2 separate regions of the Mus musculus genome follow, and region 2 is linked to region 1. The links are chromatin contacts, called in public promoter capture Hi-C maps. All regions are on one chromosome and are shown on one strand. Each heading gives the region's core, a stretch centred on a gene start, on an enhancer-like site or on the middle of the called end of the contact. The rest is flanking DNA. Distances are from core to core; before and after follow the strand shown. Region 1 overlaps Prkce (protein kinase C, epsilon). Region 2 has its middle 35 kb from the start of Socs5.

Region 1 (7,336 bases), core at 3,044-5,543:
TGATCTGTCTTCATTCCGAGGCATAGATACTCTGTCACCGTCTGTAACCCCTGTTACTCATGAGAGTCTTTTACAGTAGGATCATGTCAGGACACCCATACTACACAGATGAGTGCTCCTGTTGGCGAATGAATGTCTAACCATAAAAGACCTTCTTCATACAGAAAGGGTCAGAGGGCCACCCAGCACTGTCATCCAGGTAATTTAGGTCACATACTCCAGAAGGCCACAAGACTGTCTCGTAGTTGAGAAATTGTACTGCGGAATTCCTGACCCAGCAGAGATAAGTTTGTGGCATGCCATTGTGGGAAACTAATCTTTGTTAATGATAAGCCTGTGGCTCATTCTATTGGGTAGCTTCGTGTGGGGCAAGTGCTCAGCATAAAGCCAACCTCAAGGCTAAGTAAAGGCGTTTAGAAAAAACAAAGGCTTCCTAGATGTTGTTTTCAAGTTCTTTTGGTTCTAGTTCACAGCCCCCGCGAGTGAGTGAGTGAGTGAGTGAGTGAGTGAGTGAGTGAGTGAGTGATTCTGTCACCAGGAACGCCTGTGAGGGTGACTTCTGAGTGTTCTCATCTTCAAAGGAAAGTTGAAGGGAAGGGTGCCTTGTTGCCCCTGAGTCTGCAGAGATCCAGGGAAGGCATGTAGTCTCACCACACCGAAATTATGGACAAGGTTGCTAGGCCTTCAGAGGCCTTTGGTGGCAATGAGTCCCAACAGATCGGGAACTGTGTCTTCCTCGTCTTTGCAGATTGACGCCTTGTTGTACCTTAGGTACTGAAAGAAACATGTTAGACAGATGGAGGAACCTACAGGATGCCCCTGGGTCTGCCGCCGCCACGAAGAAATGAAGGATGATCATGGGTCCTGAAGGTTGAGTCTTAATGTAAATGGCTCATGAGGTGTGTCCTAATCCAGTTCCTTTTTACCTTTGGCCCTAGAACTAAAAGAACTTGAAAACAACATTCGGAAGGCCTTGTCATTTGACAACCGAGGAGAGGAGCACCGAGCGTCGTCGGCCACCGATGGCCAGCTGGCAAGCCCCGGAGAGAACGGGGAAGTCCGGCCAGGCCAGGCCAAGCGCTTGGGGCTGGATGAGTTCAACTTCATCAAGGTGTTGGGCAAAGGCAGCTTTGGCAAGGTCTGTGGGCATCACCGTAGGATTCAGTAGTTCTCACTTATCAAATGGGGAAAAGAGGCAAAGAGGGAGGGAGGGAGGGAGGGAGGGAGGGAGGGAGGGAGGGACCACACTGAGCAGTTTCATGTGTTAGCATGTCCCTTCTTCCCAACTGTCAACTCCATGTGCACATTTCTTCCTTTGTGCAGAGAGCCATGTGAAATCCCGCTTTCTCAGTAGGAAAACCTTAAGCATGAGCTCTGAGCGTCTGTCCTTGGTGGACTCCAGGTTCAGAGCAAACCTTGCTGTGTAGGACTCTGGAAGCTGAATGTCCTTAACTGATTTTCCTGGTGCTTGCTAACCATTCTGCTCTTCTTCTCCACGTGAGAGGAGAGCTGGATAATTGTGTAGTGGATCCGGGCCTTTGCCCTTGAGGGCATTTCCCCCAGATCTCTGCTGCACTCTATGCCTTGTGGGGCTGTGCCCACCAGTGATGGTCCTGGCAAAATGCAAAGAGCCCAGAAAAATGAGGGGCATTTCAGATATCTGTCTATCTGTCTCCTTGTCTGTCTTAATACCGTGCCTGGTGTAGCAGTTAGGTTCTCTCATTTGTGCTGGGCTCTGGGAAGCAGCCAGGAGTGAAAGGCCTAATTCACCATTCCAAGGCCATTCTGAGGGAAGGCTCCGTGAAGCCCTCAGGCACAGGGCCTGCCTCTGCAGGCACTCACCTGCCCTATCTGTCCCGAGATCACCTGGCAGGGAGGTTACTGAAATTTCCTCAGATGGCAACTGCTGAATCGATCACATTCTTTAAAAACTAGCTTAATAAGAAACAGACCCCAGGCCTCTGGTTTACGTGTGGCTCTGGCTTAGGCTATGAGCAGGGCTAGGTCTGAATCTGAGCAGGATTCTAGGGAACTGAGCATGCTCAGAACTCCCAGGTCTGCACGTAAGGTAGACAGGATAGGGGTCCTGAAGACTCTGAGCGCTTAGCTGGCTTCTTAGGCAAAATCACACCATCGCAAGCAGCTTGGAGCCCGTTTTACATAGGCTGTATTTTGTAGGTGACAGAATCCGCACCCTCTCAAGTTCCTTGGGTTATGTTCGGTTTACTTTGACGGCAACATTGGAATAGCATTCTTCAAAGTTCCCAGGAAGGAGAATGACCTGCAACTATTTGGAGATAAATGAAAACGCCAACTGATAGGCAAATGCCAAGAAAACAGACTCCCCATAAGCCCTCAGGGGAAGGAATTGTGTCTTTACCTGCAGCACTGTGGATAAAACTGTAAAGGCAAACACAGGGCACGATTAAGTACACACAGATAAAGAGGTTATGTTCAGTAAGAAAAGATAGCAGCAGCTTGTCATGAAGCAGGCAAGGGAGGGCCAGTGCGGAGAGCAAGAGGTTTGTCTTTATGTCTCTTATGTGTACCGACTTAGAAGTAACAACCCCAAATAACTAGACAGAGGAGAAAACTCTCCCACAAAGAGAATCGACTGGAAAATAAATCTCCCAGGAAGGTAGACTGCAAGTTGAAAGCAGAGTCAGGGTAATGTCTCCCGTTTGTCAAGGAAGAGGAAGCAAGCCAACAGAAGGGGAAGGTGAAAGCGGCCCCATGCTCAGAGACGCTATTCTCTGAAGTAGCCCTCTTAAAAACCAGGAAATGTGGGCTGCAGAGATGGCTCAGCAGTTAGGGGCACTGTCTGCTCTTCTAGAGGTCCTGAGCAACCACGTGGTGGCTCACAACCATCTGTAATGGGATCCGATGCCCTCTCCTGGTGTGTCTGAAGACATGTACTTATATAAGTAAATAAACAAGTCTTTTTTTAAAAATCGGGAAGTGTGTAAAATGTTCAACCCTTTAGTTCTAAAACTATCTATTTCAAGGATATAATGCCAAACAAAATTTTAAATTGTGTCCAAAAGCACTCAGCGCAACTTATATAGAACTTAATTGGGTATAACTTGTTTCTAATATGAAGGAGATAGCAGAATCAATTATAGTGTATTTACTTTGAACTGAGTACCAGCAATCATGATAGAGATGAAGACTTTATAGGAAAATACATATAACATATTGCTTCTTCTGAAAGTCTGTATGTGTGTGTGGTATGGTGGGGCACACCTAATATTTTAGCATTTGGATGAAACAGAAGTGTCATGAGTTCAAGACCAACATGGGCTACATAGTGGGAACTGTCAAAAGAAATGAAGAAAGAGGGAAAAGGCGAGAAGAGAAAGATACAAGGGAGAGATAGGAAGCACGCTACATTTGTTCTCTGATAATTACAGTATCACTAGTGGAGATGAAGATATGAATAATTAGCCCCTGTGCATTAAACTTCTCTTACCTGAGCACTGTGCCAGAGATTTAAAAAAAAAAAACCCCTTAGGTAGTTTCCCTAAACGTTTAAAATGTTAGCTTCCTAAACATCTTCATTAAAAATGAAAGAAAGAAACAATTGACACTTAGATATTTGACATCATTTGGTTCTGTGGGTGTGAAGACTGACCAGATGTGTTAAAACTGGTTGCAGGTCATGTTGGCGGAACTCAAAGGCAAAGATGAAGTCTACGCTGTGAAGGTCTTGAAGAAGGACGTTATCCTACAAGACGATGATGTGGACTGCACAATGACAGAGAAGAGGATTTTGGCTCTGGCTCGGAAACACCCTTATCTAACCCAACTCTATTGCTGCTTCCAGACCAAGGTATGCTTAAGAAGGGGCTGGCCAGCTGACCTCTTGGGTAGTATCGTGGCATCTAACACACAGAATCTAAGCTATCAGAAACCACTTTTGACCGTCTGCGTACCTCTCTCCAAGACTTAGTGTGGTGGAGTGGATTTTACCCTTGCAGAGATAGGCGTTCGATTGAACACCATATGTGTGTCTGTGCAGGGATGAAAGATCGATAGTGCACTTTCAGATTGTGGCAACTCAAAGCCAAATGGTCAACCCCAGTGTTGACTCATTGGAAAAACCAACAGATGCGGTGTAAACCCGGTTCCAGCTCTTTTCAATCAACAGTAAGATTGCTTCTAGGCTGCTTCAGCTCAAAAGAAGAAAAAAAAAAAAAGCAAAAGCTACCTTCATCCTTCTACCTTGTGTGATGTCATAGGAGATGTTGAATCTAAACAAATGCTTGGAATTCCACAGTGAAATCCAACCATATAAAAGTTACCTGGCTGCCAGCAGGTGGCAGTAAAGGATGAGTGTGTGTATGGACATTGTAGCACACACCCACACCCATCTGATTTGGTATTATTCTTACAGAAACAGCACATGTTCTTCATAAAAATTCTTATTTTATTTTCCTTTTTGGAAATGCGTATGGGAGAAAGTCTTCTAGGATGCATTGTGAATCTGTAGTATTTGTGTGCTTTAGAAGGCAATCCAGACTGGGTCCTAGACAGTGAAGGGTGACATGTATGTAGGTGCTCGTGTGTGTGTGTGTGTGTGTGTGTGTGTGTGTGTGTGTGTGTGTGTATGTGTGTGTATGTGTGTGCGCATGTGCACACGCATACATGTGTTCTATATGCTAGGTCCTGGTGAACAAGACCCCGTTCCTGCCATCAGAAACTTGACAGCCTCTTTGCTCCAGCCCCCACCCTTACCCCTGAGGCAGTTTCTGAGAACCCTGCTTGTCTGAGGAGCTTTAGGAATGGGAGACTCTGTGGCCTGAGCTCCCATCCAGTAGTCTCAGGTCACATTAGCTCACTGGAGTCCCGGAAGAGTCCTGCAGCGTACCAAGAAAGATTACCTTAGTTTAATCCACAGTTGCCCAATTATTTTGGTCCCGACTCTCCCCCATCAACCCACGCATGACATCAGTAAGCAACACTGATCTAGGAAAGTTTTCCTCTCCTTCTGATGGCATCAGAAATGAGAACCACCTGAAAGGGCCTGGCCACTCTGCGGCTTATTTTTCAGGAACACCAGGGTTGCTTTCTCTATGAAACTGTCCTCAGAGACCCTGCTTCATAAAAATCTGTTTCTTTTCTGAGAAGCCTCAGATTGGTGGCTAAGTCATTTCTCTTTCAAACTTGTGTTGTGTAACACCAAACAGATTAGTGTGAGTTCATGTTTGTGTACAAATGCAGAGTCCAGTGTGGCAGAACAAGTGCAGAGATGGGTTTGGCGTTGTTCTCCCACTACAGCTTGGCTACTGTGGTTTTGGTTTTGAGATGGGGCCCCATTCTGAAGTTCAGTTCATTACTAGCCTGGAACTCGGGACAGTCCTGCCTCCACCTATTAAGTCCTGGCATTATAGGCACGAGCCACCATATCTAACTCATTTAGAACTTAATTCAAGATCAAAGAGAAAAGTATCAGGTGTGATATGTCTTTATTGTCTGTGGTTCTTTTCACATGGGCTTACATTCAGTAGTTTTAAGTTTTGTCTTAAAAGCAATAACAACAAAACCACTTAGTCTACTTTTTTCTTTGTATCATTGAAAAAATTGTTTCAGAGAACCAACAGTTGTGTGTGTGTGTGCGCGCGCGTGTGTGGTGGGTATTGGGAATTGAACTTAGAATCTCATGCCTGCCTTGAAGTAGGTGCTGGGTGTGGGGTTATCAGCGGGACACAGATTTGCCTGAGGAAGGATGACTGGGTGACTGGGGTCAGGACTTGGGGCTCATACTAACATCTGCAGTAAATTAGCACTAAGAAATCCTTAGTGTTTCCGTGGCATTCACACCAAGAAGAGCTGGGAGCTGCTGCTCTCAGGTCTAGCGGGGCAGCGGTGCTTTTGAAGGGTGAGATGGAGTGGAAGCAGAAAGGACAGCCTCAATCCGTGCTCAGTTTTCAACCTTGCTTGGATGTTGTTTTTCCTGAAAAAGTACCATTCCTCAGCCACCATACTGTTGTGGTTTTGACTGAGATTTTCATATATGATTCAAACCCACAAATATCTGTTTCAATCCTATTAAGATTTTTGCCTCATCCTTCATTAGAACGGGCAAAGCAACAGTGGGTGTGAAGTTGGTTTGGGCTGAGCCCCAGTGTGGTGGTTTGAATGAGCAGGACCCCTCCGGGCTCAGCTACTTGAATGTTGGCCTCCAGTTGGTGGCAGTGTTTGAGGAGACTCAAGAGATGCAGCTTTGTTGGGGGAACTGTGTCACTGGGAGTGGGCTTTGGACTTCAGATGCTTCCCACCATTCCTAATGTGCTCTCTTTGCTTTTTGCATGCTGCTCAAGAGCTGAGCCCTCAGCTTGTTGCTTCCACCGCCATGTCTTTGCTACACCATCATGGACTCCACCCCTCTGGAACCATAAGTACAAAGAAACTCTTTGTTCTTAGGTTGCCTTGGTCATGCTGTCTAGTTACAGCAATTAGAAAAGTCACTAACAGACTCAGGTTTTAGTATACAGGGAGGAATAGCTCTTCTGGAAGCTGCCTTGAGAGCGTCCTGGTCGATTATGCAGAACTTTAAACTGGGTGCCATGTACAGGTTGGCTGGGAGAGCTTGGGAGAGGGTAAAGTAAGGTCCTGTGCCTTTTCTGGCATCCAGCAAGGATGGCCATGCAGAGCCATTGGTAACAACCATAATGGCCCAGTTAAGTTTGCCAGCAGCAGCCTGCTGAAGGACCAAGCTAAATTCAAATAAGGACTTAAGGTTTCTCTCTTCTAAGCTGTTCTGTCCTTGGTGATGTGCTGTAGTCTTCTTCCGCAGACTCTGGAAGATAAGAAACAAGTGAAATGATCCCAGAACCCAGCGCTAATGAGAATGATCAGATAGGCCAGTCAATCAAACCACAAATACATACATACCCATCAGATTCTGACCTTGTGCTAGACTTGAGACCCTGCTGTGTTTTTTAGCTTCTAGAGAACCTGAATCGGGCGAGGGAAGCTACAGAGCTGGCCTTTGAGATAGGGTTAGCATTGGGAGGAAGGCGGGCACCTAGAGATGGCTCCGAAGTTCTTTCTAGATTTCATTTGGCATTCTCCCACACTAGACTTCACAGCTCCTGTTTCCTGTTTCTCTGTGGACAGATGACACGAGAAAGAGGAGAAGGGGGGGGGGGGGTGCATACTGAGAAAATAAGCAAAACAAATTCTTGCTGAGAGAAAGGGACATGGCAGCGCTGGGACCCTCTTTAGGGGGCTGTGGTGCCCCGCTCGGCTCTCAAAGGCATGGCCCTCCTGCTCCAGGCTAGAGCCCCGTGCAGGAGCTGCTTTTACGGACTCTGCCTGTTTCATTGGCTGCTGG
Region 2 (7,336 bases), core at 3,414-5,913, 650 kb after region 1:
GATCTTTCGGAAGACAGTTGGTGATTGTGGGCAGGGCAGAAAGCTTGCCTTTACAAGGTCTGCATGAGTTGAGGTATTTGTTTTCATGCCTGGGAATACTTAAGTCATGTGTTCATCGTTGTTCACTGTAATGGATAGACATCAGAGTACAAGATGAAACCCTGTCTTCTGGAATTAGGCAGGTAAGACAGTAAAACAAACAAACAAACAAAACAAAACAAAACAAAAAACCCCACAATCTCAGAAACTGAGAGGAGGCAGGGTGTGCTGAGAGTGCTTCACGGGTTCTCTGGGGAGTGATAACCTTGAGCAATGGGGAAACAACCAAAATTTAAAAACGCCTTCAGGCTGGCTGCTGGTAGTGCACACTTTTACTCCCAGCACTTGGGAGGCAGAGACAGGCAGATCTCTAGAGTTCAAAGCCAGCCTGGGCTATGCAGAAAAACCCTGTTTTGAAAAGCCAAAAAGCAAAACATTCTGGGTGAAGTGAAAATAAAACCTAGACCCCCAAAGCTGAGAAAACACCCATAAAGTAGAGGAGGGTCTGTAAGACACTGGGCCAGGCAAGCTCTTGTCCATTAAAGGCCATAGTAAGGAGTTTAGGTTTCCTCCGGGTGTGACGGAAGCCATTTGGGGACTTGAATGGCATGATCTGTTTTCAGTTGCTTTGGTGTATTCTCAAATTCAGTTGAGAATTTGGTGGGGGGGAGGGGGACGGGATATGGGAAGGATTTGCTGTTAGGTAAGTCTGGGGGCCTGGGCAGGGTTGGTGCTCCTGGCTAGAGGTCAGGGTCAGGGTAAGGGTGTGGTTTGGTGGCAAGAGTGACAGATTTTGGTGATGACTTAAACGTGCAAAAGAAAAGGCAGGATATGACAGCACGTTCCTGTCATCCCAGTACATGGGAGGTGGAGGATTTTGATGAGTTCACAGCAAGCCTGTACTTTATAGCAATTAAGTCAGCAGACAAGCTGTCCAAAGGGGGAAATGACTCCGAGTTTTGGTAGGAACAAAAATGAGGACACCATTGGCTGAGATTTTAGAAAAATGGGAACAGATTGGGCAGTGAATCAAATCTTGCCTTGGATGCGTGCAATTTTGAGATTCCTAGGACCCCAGTGGAAACAGTGCACAGTTGGATACTTGGATATAGTTTAGGGAAGAATATTAAACATGGGGAGCTAGTATCTAGCACCATAGGGCAGGTGCAGCGGGATTTTCCATGGGATGAAGTGTTCGTCTGAGGGAAGTAATTACAGAGACATCTTAGTTTCTTGATACAAGGTATCAGGTTTGTTTCTTTTTCCTTTAAAGCCATACTTCAATAGAAGCCTTGCTTTACAAAAGAAATGAGGAAGCTGCAGTCAAACCTAGCATGGAATTCTAACTTTTCATGTCAGGGTTGCCTGTGCATCTATTTTAGCACAATTATTTACAGTGTACACAATACAAGCTTATGTAATTGTAGACAAGGCAGGTGTGGCACACAGTTTAGTCCCAACACTCGGAAGGCAGAGGCAGGAGATCTCTTTGAGTTTGAGGCCAACCTATTTTAAAGAAAACAAAAAACAAAACCTACCATGAAAGGTTCTAAAGACCTGTACCCTCCTACTGTACAATCTTTCAGAGGTGATAACCATTTCTTTCCAGTTTTCCAATGTTTTTAACAACAGGAAGACTGGATTTAATAAAGTATATACTACATGATAAATAGAAGATGAAGCAATTTTAAACCCTGGGTCAGTTTTAAAGGTACTTGTGTTGAGCTACACTCCAAGTCTGGGTCTTACCGGAGCCTCAGGCTGTTCCTGCTATTTGGTTTTGGTTTTGGTTGTTTTTATTGTAAGTGTATGTCTGTGCAGTGTGTGTGTGTGTGTGTGTGTGTGTGTGTGTGTGTGTGTGTACCTGGTACTTTTGAAAACCAGAGGAGAGCATGGGATTCCCTGGGACTGGAGTTATAGCTGGTCATGAGCCACCATGTGGGCGCTGGGAATTGAACTTAGGTCCTCTGGAAAAGCAGCCAGTGCACTTCACTACTAAGCCATCTCTCCAGCCCCAAATCTTAGGTTTTCTTATGTCATTGTTAGGTTGTGGGCAAGCCATTCAAGACTGTGATGTCTGGGCTACAGAGGGGAAGTAAGATGTGAGGAGATGAGGGATGTTACCTCACTGGGAGTCTACCCTGGGACATGGGCAAACAGAAGTATGAAGAGAGCTAAGGGAATGGCTGAGGTAAATAGTAATGGCAAACTGATATAGATTCAGTCCTGGGGTCTTCCTCCCAGCTCATGGTCTCAGAAATGAGACTTGGACTCAAAATTATTTACAAATACCTTGGCCATATACTAGGCTCTCCTCTAACTTAAAATCTCCCATCTCGCCTAGCCTATATTCTACCATGTAACTGGCTTCCTGTGCTCAGGTACCATGCGTCTGTCTTCTCACATCTTCCTGGGTCAATCTCCCACACCTGGCTCTATCCCAGAATTCTTTGTGCCTCCGGGATGTCCCACCTATTCTACCCTTTCCTATAGGTCATAGGTCTTCTTAATTGATGGGTGATGCATCCATACAGTACACAGATAATCTCTCTACAAACTGAACGTCTGCAAAAAGGGGAAACAAACCTGCCCTGGATGGAGTCCAGACGATGCCAGTATTGTGGGTCGGTCACTTCTGCAGGCACCAGGTCTTGGTTTGTTCATCTTGGTTTTGTTTCTGTGCTTGGACTTCCGAATCTAGAGTATTTTACTGGCTGAGCATCTCTCTTTTGCTCAAATTACCTTTCTTCTTTCATCAGGGGCATTTACAGTGTTCAGGGAAGGCCTAGGTCTTAGTGGGGTAGACATGTTCGTTTTCCTCTGTGAGGCTGGGTGCAGGAACTTCCCCAGTGGCCTAGGAACACCAGGGACCCCACTTGCCACAGGAGGTGGTGTAGGTTGGGCTCCTGGAGCAGAAATCCTGGGTGGGAGGGAGCTGTTCTCGGGCCTGATACAGCACAAGCTGTGCTTGGTGCCTGGTGCATTGTCACCACACAATCTCTTTTTGTCCTATAACGGTGAAAATCTGTCATACACTAAATGGTTTTGTGTTTTTCCATCTTCATAAAATGGGTGCAGTTATGCACTTAAACCTAACTTTTACCCTGATTCTCTTTCAATACATGATAAATTATTTTATTTGTGCTTGTCTTAAAACTACGACATTTTAAAAACAGTTGAATCGTAATACTTTTAGTTTCATTATCTTACAAATATTTTGTGCCCTTAAGTGTAATTGAGACAGTGTTGAATTTTAATACACCAAGAGACTAGTGAAATGTCTGGCTGAGTAGTTCCAACTTTGAGAATTCATAAATTGTGCCACTAAAATACTGTCTCTGCTTTTTAGCAATTTCTTTCTTGATAAAGAGCCAAAAGTCTCAAATTGTTTTCTAGAATTCGGTGTTTGCGTAACAGCTGTCACGGAACTCAGAAGTGAGTCCTGCAGGGAGCCTTTATGGGAAGGTGAAATAGACCACTGTCGGCAGTAAAACGGCAACTAGATTTTCTTTTTAAGTCAGAGTCAGAATTTCTTTGGAAATAAGATGATTCTTGGTTTCTTTCCCTGCTTCTGTTGATAAAATGACCTGACTTAGGACAGAAGGGTTTGTTTTAGCTCCCACTTCCAAGTCCGCGGTGACGTCACCCCTACAGCCAGAGGAGCAGGACAGATGCTGGTGCGCAGCTCACTGGCTCCATTTCCTGCAGTCCAGGGTTCCCACTGGGAGTGTTCCTGCCCACAGTCAAGATGGTCTCTCAAATATAAACCCAGAGCCCCCGCCCCTCCCCCTGTCCTCGCCCCGCCCCCTTCCAGATAACCCGTTCCTGTCTGACAGCTAATACCAACCAACCCCGATTCTATCCAGGGTTTGGGAAGTCGCTCAGGTGTTGGTTTTGTGTGAAGAATGCGGATGTGTTTTTCTGCCTGGCTCTTCCGAGTGTGGGTCTCATGGAGTATGCCAGCAAATGGACCAAGCTCTGTTGTTATCATTTTTGGCCGTGGCTTCTCCAGCCTTGCTTGCCAACATTGCATTCAAATAATACTTTTCTTTCATAAGGTCAGAGATTTTTTTTTTTAAGCATCCATGTTACTTTCCTAAAGTTCTGTGGGTAACTTCTCATGAATTCCAGTACAAAAAAAAACAGATGTCTACGTAGGCATGCATATGATTTGACAAATACAGAAAATGGAAATAATTTCTTCTATGCTAATGACTTGAAACCACATAGGAACTTCGGTGGAACATGAAAGAGTAGTATTTTGGAAATTGAAAACTACTTGAGGAGCAGTGGGGTTTTAAATGGTTTGCGATTACAGTCTCACAATTCATTGAATTTGCCCTCTGCAGGACAGGACAGGTGTAAATTGCCCTTCCATAAGAGTGAAGAGACTCAGTGAATGAGCCATAGAAATGGGCGTTTGTTCCCTGCCTTGTGGACAGGAAGTTGCCACTCTAGGTAGCTTTGAAAACCACACAAGAGATAAGGAACTTCGTGGCTGTATAGAGAATGAGGAAATTCAAGGAGAAGGTACACAGCAAACGAATACTGAAGAGAGGCCTCGTGTACGCAGAGCCGTCCAACTGAAATCCGGGTCTTAAGTCATACGATACTGGATGCTGTTTAACTTTTAACGAAGAGCAATGCCCTCGAGCCAGCAATCATCTGTGTATTGATGCGCTCCCTGGGAGGTGGGACATGAGAGTGATTAGGGACCGAGGCTGAGGGGGCGCCTGCCACACGAAGGGTCTTAGAGGCTGAGGGGAGCCTGCCACACGTGTATGGTCTTAGGCTTTTTTGACCTTTGTTTCTTCCTGTCACTAATCAAATAAAAACCTCACAGAGCCATATTTGGAAGTTTCATCAGAGGAGGGAATACAGCACCATTATTGATTTTTAGAATTCTGTGGCACATGGAGATAGAATAATTCAGTATCCGCTCGTACGTCAGAGCAGTTTATTCATAGCAATTTGTGGTGCTGGGAATCAAAGCCAGACCGTGTGCGTATGAAGCAAGGGTTCTACTGGGGAGCTACCTCCTACTCCTTACTGATTGTGGTGGGAAAGAACAATTTTCTTCCAAGCATGTTAACAGTGTTCCATACTTGTGGATTATTGTCAGCCTGAGTGGGCTGTGCCCCGGCTTGGCTGCTGTTCATCGGTGGGTTTCTCATTCCCGACAGGGCCTGATTTCTCACCTGCTTAACACGGAGGTGTGGAAATATGAAACCAAATAATCTTGGAGATGTGCATAGCACAGTGCCTGGCATGGGTGGCTGTTCTCAGTGTCCTTGTACCCATCTACACACAGGAATCCAGAGCGCCTAAGTGCAAGGCCAGTCTTCCTTTCTCTACGAAAGGCTCCACTAAAAGATAAATTGAACCCGTAGTTCTAATTGAAAGACTGTTTGTTCAATATGGGGTTTTATAAAAGGACATAGTCAGAATGTTGATACATTACCTCTGAGCTTTGTGGAAAAAAAATTTCATAAAAGTTCTTGCTTAGAAAATTACTAGGACACGGGTAGAATAAAGCACGCTGTAATTCTATTGATTTTAATGCTCATAAAATGTTTTAGTTTTCCATCAGGTAAAAGAATTTGTCTTGGGAATCAATAGAGGCAGGGTTGTAGATTCAAGCTTTGACATCCTGGTAGAGATGTGGCGATGCCTGTGGTCCCATAGTCTTCTCTGAGGTCAGCTGCTGTTGACCTGTGTTCAGGCCTTCACCATAAGAGGGTACAAGCACATCAGTGGGGGTCGACACCGCTTTCATCTCCAGCCACAGTCAACAAGAAAGAAACTCCAAGCCACCCCACTCAACATCCTTAGAGGCAAAACTTAATCCCACCATAAATCACTGGATGGCTCTTCCAACTCAAGACGGCTGATGCTGGGCTGGGGATAGGAGCGGATTGGTAGAGTGCTTACCCAGCATGCATTTGATTCCTACCCTTGCATAAGCTGGGCAAATGACACACAGTTTTAATCCCAGCACTAGGGAAATGGAGGCAGGAGGATGAGGAATGATAGGCCACTTCAGTTAAACAGTGAGTGAGAAGAAACTGGTGTGAGCTGTAAGAGGCAGTGCTGGGGAGATGACGAGAGAAGAGAGGGAAGAGAGAAGAGAATTAGCTAATGCTGCGCTCACATCCTGTCTTAGTGGGGGGGGGGGGGGCTCTGCTGCTGGGAAGAGTCACCATGACCATGGCAACTCTTACAAAAGAAAGCATTTAATTGGGGCTGGCTTACAGTTAAGAGGTTCAGTCCATTATCACCATGGCGGGAAGCATGGCAGCATGCAGGGTGACATGTTTGCTAGAGAAAGAGCTGACAGTTCTACATCTGGTTCCACAGACAGCGGGAAGAGAGAGTGACACTGGGCCTGGCTTGAGCATCTGAGACCTCAAAGCCAGTCCCCAGTGACACACCTCCTCCAACAAGGCCACACCTAATAGTGACACTTCCTATGGACCTATGGGGCCATTTTCATTCAAACCACCACACACATAAACCAGAGACCTTAAGGAGAGGGGTGGATGAAGGAACACTCGTTTCTTTAACGCTCATCTGGTCTGTGGGGGGCTTTACTTCTTTAAGATGTAAAAACTCAGTTGATTTTTTAAATCCCATGGGTTTTTTGTTTGTTTGTTTGTTTTTTTGTTTTTTCTGCTTTGACAAAAGAATATAATGATTCCAAACATACAGTTTGAAATTTTTGAATAGCTGTGCTAAAGTCTGGGGTTGTTTGTTTGTTTGTTTTTTGTTTTGTTTTTGTTTTTTTGTTTTTTGTTTTTTGTTGTTTTTTGACATATGCATTTGGGATCTCCTAACCCTGCATCTCAGAAAAGTACCTTACCATTCTCACCAGAGAGTTGCTGTGTCCAGTCCTGGTCAGTCCTCTGCTTGATCCCCTTCAATTTTTTTGTTGTTGTTGTTTTGTCTTTTTTTTAATTAGATATTTTCTTCATTTACATTTCAAATGCTATCCCGAAAGTCTCCTATATTCTCCCCCCGCCCTGCTCCCCAACCCACACACTCCCAATGCCTAGCCCTGGCATTTCCCTGTACTGGGGCATATGATCTTCGCAAGACCAAGGGGCCTCTCTTCCCTTTGATGGCCAACTAGGCCATCCTCTGCTACATATGCAACTAGATACGTAGTTCTTGGAGGTACTGGTTAGTTCATATTGTTGATCCTCCTATAGGGTTGCAGACCCCTTTAGCTCCTTGGATACTTTCTCTAGCTTCTTCATTAGGGACCCTGATAAACTATCTCTTGTGAGGCTATGACAGT

Evidence for each region. Promoter capture Hi-C pulls out the DNA fragments that hold promoters and counts their contacts.
Region 2: a contact with region 1 is called in a promoter capture Hi-C map of liver, with 2.6 times the contacts expected there. The contact joins two enhancer-like sites. A contact is called at or near these places in 2 of 39 promoter capture datasets (hippocampal neurons and liver) and 1 of 9 other capture datasets (adipose tissue).

The regions. Positions count from the first base shown.
Region 1 is chr17:86,492,283-86,499,618 of GRCm38.p6, forward strand. Prkce (protein kinase C, epsilon) reads left to right here. Exons shown (of 15, transcript NM_011104.3): 9 at 939-1,138; 10 at 3,656-3,829. Among named protein-coding and RNA genes, the nearest start is that of Gm30284, 51 kb to the left of the region's middle. Within about 2 kb of position 4,294, at least 20 of the 459 cell types and tissues checked have an H3K27ac peak or open chromatin away from gene starts, as enhancers often do. A contact at or near this core is called in liver, where this site is marked.
Region 2 is chr17:87,138,773-87,146,108 of GRCm38.p6, forward strand. No RefSeq gene overlaps it. Among named protein-coding and RNA genes, the nearest start is that of Socs5, 35 kb to the left of the region's middle. Within about 2 kb of position 4,664, at least 67 of the 459 cell types and tissues checked have an H3K27ac peak or open chromatin away from gene starts, as enhancers often do. A contact at or near this core is called in liver, where this site is marked.